2 separate regions of the Triticum aestivum genome follow, and region 2 is linked to region 1. Evidence: chromatin contacts called from public Hi-C data. All regions are on one chromosome and are shown on one strand. The core of a region is the stretch at or near the end of the contact, and the rest is flanking DNA. Distances in the headings are between cores, read along the strand shown. Region 1 has its middle 6.0 kb from the start of LOC123055288. Region 2 has its middle 67 kb from the start of LOC123055319.

Region 1 (3,943 bases), core at 1,213-3,712:
ATGCACATACATATTTTTATTACAGAAACATTTTATAACTAAGTGATCTATTGTTGAAAGACAAACATTTTTTATTTCCATATACATTTTTAAAATAAGTGAATATCAAGTCAAAAAATATTTCAACGTTATTTATAAGTATAGATTTTTTTCTATAATAAAATTTTAATTTTTATTAACAAACACACTATAATATTTTTAAGAAAAAAAATAGGAAAAGAATAACCAAATCAGAATATCTCATTCTAATCTCGAGCTCAAATGCTCCTCATATGAATAGTAAAACCCACAAAACAGCAAAAACAATGAAAAAAAATCAATTTTTTAAACAAGCATTTCTTAGTTTTCTACTTACGTGCAGTTTTTTTGTGATGGAATGACATTCGCATCCATCTCGAAAAATATAAAATTAAGGGCTTAATATGCTTCCACAAACAACCTTGTTAGAACATCTATGTTTTCATGGAGCATTTTGAATATTTTTTCTCTACTCTTATAAAAAAATCGAGTTGGTGATGATGGTGTGCCTGCCATCTTGCAAGATAGACCGTTTGATCTATATTTGACGGATAGAAAGCAAACTATGGCAATTTTGCAAAAAGATGCCCGCACCTCTCTCCATATTTGCAAATAAGGCCTTCCCTTGTTCATCCTTATCTCCCACAACCTCATTGTTGAGCAATTAAAAAAGGAAACCTCTGGAACAATCTGGCATGGTGGCCGCATGGGTTTTTACACTCCTCCTCACCCTATCTCTTCTCTTTCTCAAGATATCATTAGTTTTTACACATGGGATTACTTCCGCATGGGTCAATCACAATATGTGTTTTATATAAAAAAAAGAGAAAAGTATACTTTTCGTCCCTCAATTCTTTGCAGAGTCTAGATTTGGTCCTTCAACTTTAAAACCGGACAATTTGCATCCTTAACTTATGAAACCGGACAAGATTCATCCCTGGTCACAGTTTTGACCGGTTTTGGTCCCGTCCCACGCCGGTTTTGACCGTTCCGACTCAAATTTGCCTACCTTTCCTAGGTCCACGTAATGTTTTCAAATTCGGTTACTTTTTCCAAATACATGAACCTTTTTAAAATTTGTGTACTTTTTTTAAATCTGTGTACTTTTCCCAAGTTCATGTACTTTTTCAAATATGCGTATTTTTTAAAAGTTCATTTGGTTTTTTGAAGTTCATTTAATTTTTAAAAATTTATGTACCTTTTCATATTAGAATACATTTTTTTGAAAGAGTTCATGAATTTTGAAATTTTATGCGAACTTGAAAAAAGTACGTGGATATGGACTTCTTTTACACAAAAATATGTGGATTTCAAAAATTATTTCAACTTGAAACAAGTACGTGAATTTCAAACAAAGTTCATGGATTATAAAAGGAACATGGATTTGAAAAAATGCGGACTTTGAAAAGCATGTGGATTTGAAATAAGTATGCGAATTTCAAAAACAGTTCATGGCTTTGAAAAATACCTGGATTTGATAAAATTACGCAAAATTGGGAGAAATACGGGGTTTTGGAAAAAGTACGTAAATGTTAACAAATCAAGGATTTGAAAAAAGTATGCGAATTTTAGAATAGTTCGCTGATTTGAAAAAAGTATGTTTATTTTTGAAGAAGTTCACTGATATAAAAAAATTACAGGAATATGAGTGAGCACCGGTCAAAACCGGGGTGAGTCAACACCAAAACCGGTCAAAACTGAGTCCAGGGACGAACCTTGTCCGGTTTCTGTAGTTGGGGATGCAAGTTGTCCGGTTTTTAAGTTAAGGGGCCAAATCTAGACTTCACAAAAAATTAAGGGACGAAAAGTATACTTTTCTCTAAAAAAATGCATCTTGACGCTACGTGCAATACACGGGCATCTTGCTAGTCAACATATAAAATACACAACAATGTCTGTCACACAAAAAATTCAGAATTTTTCAAAATTATTTGCTACTTTTACTTAACGTATTGTTCACACTAAGGCTTCGGTTGGTCGTTCGGGAGATAATAACTAGGGGAGAGAAATCACGGGGGAGAATTTTCTGCTGCACGTGAGTCCACGGGTGTGAATGTCTTCCGTCTAAATAGAAAACTCCAAAAGCAAAGAACATGTCATTGGAGTGGAGGCGGGTGCCTCGCGATAGAGACAAGGAAAGTCTACCCGAAGGGAGGAGGCGATGGTTTTCAACCCGCGGAATTGGAGCAGGTCAGGGACGGAAGTGCCACTCCCAGCTATCACCAAATGGGCCTGCGGAAAAACTAGGCCGAAATAAACTCGCGGGGACCCTCTCGGGATCACTCGAAAACAAACGAGGCCTAAGGAGCAAAGAAGTCCATGTCTTACCTTTTTAAATGGTCGCACTGTTGCGGCCATTTGGCACGAGACATAGGTTGTCGGGCGCTACTGCTCCCTACAACCGTGCAACAAAACACACTCCAACGCATGACCTATGTCTCGCTTGTTGCGAAAGGTACTTCTGCATGGGAGCTCCTATAGGGCGGTTAGGGCCGGTTGACCTTGTTGGCACCCACACACATGAACAATTGGGCCGGCCCATTAAAAAGCACAGCTTCGATTCCTTCTCGGTCGCACTCCCTCAGAGAAAAAAAAAAGATCGCTCTCGATCACACAGGTATGTTCGCTCTCCCTCAAAATAGTTTTTGATTTTGCGAAAATCCCTCACAAAAAAATAAATTTTGAAGAAAAATCACAAACATGAAATTTTTTATCGACTTTGAAAAAGTCTAGTAGTTTTGGAAAAGGTTTGTCAATTTTGAAAAAAAATCATCAATTTAAAAGAACTGTTCAGTGATTTTGAAAATTTTCATCAATTTTGAAAAAGTTCATCGATTTTGAAAAAAATGAAAAAAACTTCATCAATTTTTAAAAATGTTCACGATTTAAAAAACATGAATTATAGAAAATTTGAAAAAGTTCATTATTTTCTAAAAAACTCACAAATTTATAAAAATAAAAAGAAATGGAAAAGGAAAAGGAGAAATAAAAAATAAAAAGAAAGAACCAAACAAAACCCTTTCAAAAAAAGAGAATAAAGGAACAAGAAAAAAGGAAAAAGGAAAGAAGAATGAAGAAAATAAGGAAAATATATAACTAATCACATCCGGTGGCGTGGTTGTTTGGTTACCGTAGCATGCTGTTTTTGCGTTTAAAAAGAAAAAAAGGAAGATGAATCGGCCCATCACGGAGGAGCGGGTATGCGCCCGTTTGCACATTATGAAGTAACGGGCGTTTAAGGCGCCGAATCGGCGCCTTTGCGCCTTGCCTCCTCTAGCGCGAGCGAGCTCCTGCGTCATTGAATGGGCCGGACCATGAAGTAGTTCGCCCGAAGATTTTTTGTACACCTATTCTAGGAAGGTTTCAAGCCGTTTATTTCTTTTATGTACTTTTCTTCACGGTTCATCGGTTTATCTTTCCTATTTAGTTTTGTTTTTATTTTTATGTTTTTTCCTTTAATCTTCCTTTTACTTTTCCTGTTTTCAAATATATTTCAACTCTTTAAATATGTGTAGTACATTTTTTTTACACACCTTGAATATTTTTAACATTATCTAAACATTTTAAATATAAAATATATATTTTTCAGACGCATGAACATTTTTTTCAATGTAAATAAAGTGATTAGTTCGGAACAGTTATATACATTGTATAAACGTTTTGTTAAAATATCATGAATATATTTTTGAAATGCGTCATTTTTAAAGCTAGTATTTTTCATGACATATAGTATTTTTCTAAATATTAATTGATTTTCTTTAAATACGTGATTTTTATTTTCAAAATTACGGTAGCAATTTTTTTACATGGCATCAACATTTTTCCAAACACGCAATGAACGTTCAAAAATAATAATTAAATTATGTTTTGGAATATATGTAGTTAGAATATCTAAAAGTATATACAAAATTAAAAGTAGAAATCG
Region 2 (3,943 bases), core at 1,262-3,761, 160 kb after region 1:
AAAAGGAACTCTCCTGGAAAAGTCTACTCATGCCTTCTCATATCTGCAAGCGTGACCTATCGGGTGCGTGTTCTGCGATGAATGGTGAAATCACTAGTTAGATGGTAACCCTTGCAAATATCACTTCCATCTTTTTTTGTGGTGACTAGTGAGCTAACTGCATGTGTGATACTTGTTGTAACCTAAGAGTTTTATATTTTTGTTAATGGTTTATCTCTTGAACCGTGCATCCGAAACATGAATTGTTTTCGCTGCCATGTTTCTGGCGTTGAGATCTTTGAAATAGATCTCATTTTAATAGGTTTAGACAAGTTTTTTCACAAAAAATTGCCAAAAAGAAAATAGAAAAAACAGAAACCCGAGAAAAAAACATGAAGATAAAAGGGAAACCAAAGTTATGCTTCCTACAAACAGACAGTCATGCTTTTTTACTTTTCGTTGTGCTTCACCGTGAAACATAACTATACTTTTCAATTTTCAAAAAATACACACTATGAGAAGGACATATGTGCTTCACGTCGAAGCACAAAAATGCTTTTGTTGTGAAGCACATCTGATATTTGCAGCAAGGGCATTACTTAACCTCAAAATGATGAAACAACTTTTTCACGCGAGGAAACAAAAAAAATCTCAAAAACCTAGAAGAAACCAAGCAATTTTTTCTCAAAACACGTGAAGAAATAAAAAGAACATGTCTGTCGTGATTGCGCTTAACGTGCGACATGTCAGAACGGCTAGGCATACCATATATCAATGGCAAATCCAAAAAGGGACTCTCCTGGAAAAGTCTACTCATGCCTTCTCATATCTGCAAGCGTGACCGATCGGGTGCGTGTTCTGCGATGAATGGTGAAATCACTAGTTAGATGGTAACCCTTGCAAATATCACTCTCACCTTTTTTTGTGGTGACTAGTGAGCTAACTGCATGTGTGATACTTGTTGTAACCTAAGAGTTTTATATTTTTGTTAATGGTTTATCTCTTGAACCGTGCATCCGAAACATGAATTGTTTTCGCTGTAATGTTTCTGGCATTGAGATCTTCAAAATAGATGTCATTTTAATAGGTTTAGACAAGTTTTTTCACAAAAAAATGCCAAAAAAGGAAATAGAAAAAACAGAAACCCGAGAAAAAAAAGAAAACATGAAGATAAAAGGGAAACCAAAGTTATGCTTCCTACAAACAGACAATCATGCTTTTTTACTTTTCGTTGTGCTTCACCGTGAAACATAACTGTACTTTTCACTTTTCAAAAAATATACATATGAGAAGGACATATGTGCTTCACGTCGAAGCACAAATGTGCTTTTGTTGTGAAGCACATCTGATATTTGCAGCCAGGGCATTACTTAACCTCAAAATGATGAAACAAGTTTTTTCACGTGAGGAATCAAAAAAAAATCTCAAAACCTAAAAAAAACCAAGCAATTTTTTCTCAAAACAGACATGTCAGAACGGCTAGGCATACATATATCAATGGCAAATCCTAAACGGCGCTCATAGCGTCGGTTATAGTGTTAATGGTACACGGCGCACACACCCCTTCCCCGATGGGCCAGCCCATGATCATTTTTTTCCTTCGTAAACTGCTGCAAAAATAAGCGCTGATAAGGATTCGATCCCGCGCGGTGAGGTTACAGCGCAACACTCGCTAACCACCCGAGCATGGTCAGTCATGTGATCATGTGCAGCTTCTTCTTTCTTGTATTCTTTTTTTTCCTTTTTCTTTTTTTATTTCTTCTTTCTTTTATTCATTATTTTCCTTTTCTGTTTTCTTTCTTTATTTTTTTCTAATTCAATATAAAAAGTTCACCGGATTGTATGAACGTTTTTTCAAATTTGATGAACTTTTTTCAAAATTCATGATTTTTTTTCAAATTCGATGAACTTTTTTTCCAAATCCGTGAAGTATTTTTCAAATTCGATGAACTTTTTTTAAATTAGGTGGTCTTTTTTGAAATTCGATGAACTTTTTCTCAAGTTCAATAAACTTTTTTTTTGAAGTTTGTGAACCTTTTTGAAGATAGATGATCTTTTTTGAAAGTCGGTGAACTTTTTTTGAAATTCAATGAACTTATTTTTCAAAATTGATGAACTTTTTCCCAAAATCAACAAACTTTTTGAAATTTTGTGAACTTTTTCCTAATTCATAAATTTGTTTTGAATACATGAAGTTTTTTCCAAGTCGTGATTGTTTTTAATATTTTGTTCAGATCTTTTTCCAAAAAAATAACGTTTTTTCTTGAATGTATGTGGAAGAAATAGTGCAGCAATGTTTTAACTATTTTGTAACATAAACATTCACAATCTGGTAGTAGCTCTAGTGGTTAAGAAACATGTGCATGACCTAAACGGTGGTAGCTCGGATCCTCACGGGAGCACACTTTTTTATCGAGCAAAATTGGTTTTTTTTTGAACAAAACCAACTCGTTAGCATGGCAGCGTTGATGGGCCGGCCCACCCAAGAGAGCGCGTGAGCGCCGGGTTCGTCTGGCGGCGCTAAAAGCGCCAGTTAAGGAGAGCTCCTGCCCAGCGCCTTATGCGCCCTTTGACGCAACTGGCGCCCACTGCACCACGCTAGTGGGCCGGCCCATGAGAATGCAATGCAAGGCAGTGCAAAAAATGTATTAATGTGCAGAAAAACTACCCGAGAAACTAAATCTTGATAGGATTCGATCCTGCGCCAGTTAGCTCCAAAGCTTGGTGGCCAACCAATAGACCTATTAAGCTCTTATTGACAGATTGCAACACGAAATCTCTAAGAAATAACTTTAGACGCCCTTTTTAGAAAAACGGGATTTCTTTTGAAAAGAAATATGAACAAAATTTGAATGTCCACAAATTTAAAAAAATCACGAATTGCAAAAAAGTTCATATATTTACGATTCAAAGTTTCATAAAACTGAAAAAATTCATCGGTTTTCAAAAAAAGTTCATCGACTTTGAAAAAAGTTCACTGATTTTCAAAAAAAGTTCACCGATTTTCAAAAAAAAGTTCACCAATTTTCAAACAAAGTTCATCGAGATTGAAAAAAGTTCATCAACTTTGATAAAAAAGTTCATCGATTTAAAAAAAGGTTCATTGTTTTTTTAAAGTTCATCACATTTGAAAAAAGTTCATCGAATTTGAGAAAAGTTCATCGAACTTGAAAAAAGTTCACCATTTTTGCGAAAATTTGGTCACCTTTAAAAAAGTTCACTCATTTTAATAAGAAAGAGAAAAAAAACAAAGATAGAAAATGAAACAGGGAAAACAACAGCCTTTTCTGCGTTTATATATAAAGAAAATAAAAAGAACAACCATAACACATGTGGTTATCTGGTTCAATTGGTTGCTGTGATGGCTACCTAAACGAACGGGTGGGGTTCGAGTCGCGGCTAGCGCACTTTTTTGGGGAATTTTTAAGAAACAGGAAAGCAAAATGGTATCAATGTAGGAAGCGCTTTCAAATGACCGCGAGGTTCCGTGGGAGCAACTAGTTAACGAGCGCTCATTATGAGCGGTTCAGGAGCGCTCCGTGCGTGACAAGTGTCGTGTGCGGAGCGCTCCCGCAAAGGAAAACCAGTTGCGCGGTTGGTTTCCGGTTTTTCCTTTCCGGTTTGTGGTTTGCTGCATTTTGCAGTTTGACTCTCGAATTACCTGAATTTTCCATTTTCCCTTTCTGCGCGAAAGCACAAAAAAAAATACCGGTTCGCGCGGTTGGTTACCTTTTTCCCTTTCTTGTTTTCCTTTTTGTTCCCATTATATTTCCGGGTAATGGGGATTTATGGGGTAGTTACGAGCGGGGACTACCAACACTATCAGATGTCACCTTTCAAGTAAAGAAAAAAGCAACTTTTTAATGAAAAAAGCAGTCTGCAGAATCATTCAATCATGTTGTACGTCGTCATGTGACATTTGATAATCATTTAATTTTCATAAACATCTTGAAGGGGGGCATAG

Evidence for each region. A called contact is a pair of places that touch in the nucleus more often than the background predicts.
Region 2: a contact with region 1 is called in a Hi-C map of leaf, with 6 times the contacts expected there. The contact joins two enhancer-like sites. A contact is called at or near these places in 2 of 5 Hi-C or Micro-C datasets (leaf and an unstated tissue).

Annotation. Positions count from the first base shown.
Region 1 is chr1A:447,940,574-447,944,516 of IWGSC CS RefSeq v2.1, forward strand. No RefSeq gene overlaps it. Among protein-coding and RNA genes, the nearest start is that of LOC123055288, 6.0 kb to the left of the region's middle. Within about 2 kb of position 2,463, at least 3 of the 8 cell types and tissues checked have an H3K27ac peak or open chromatin away from gene starts, as enhancers often do.
Region 2 is chr1A:448,105,085-448,109,027 of IWGSC CS RefSeq v2.1, forward strand. No RefSeq gene overlaps it. Among protein-coding and RNA genes, the nearest start is that of LOC123055319, 67 kb to the left of the region's middle. Within about 2 kb of position 2,512, at least 5 of the 8 cell types and tissues checked have an H3K27ac peak or open chromatin away from gene starts, as enhancers often do.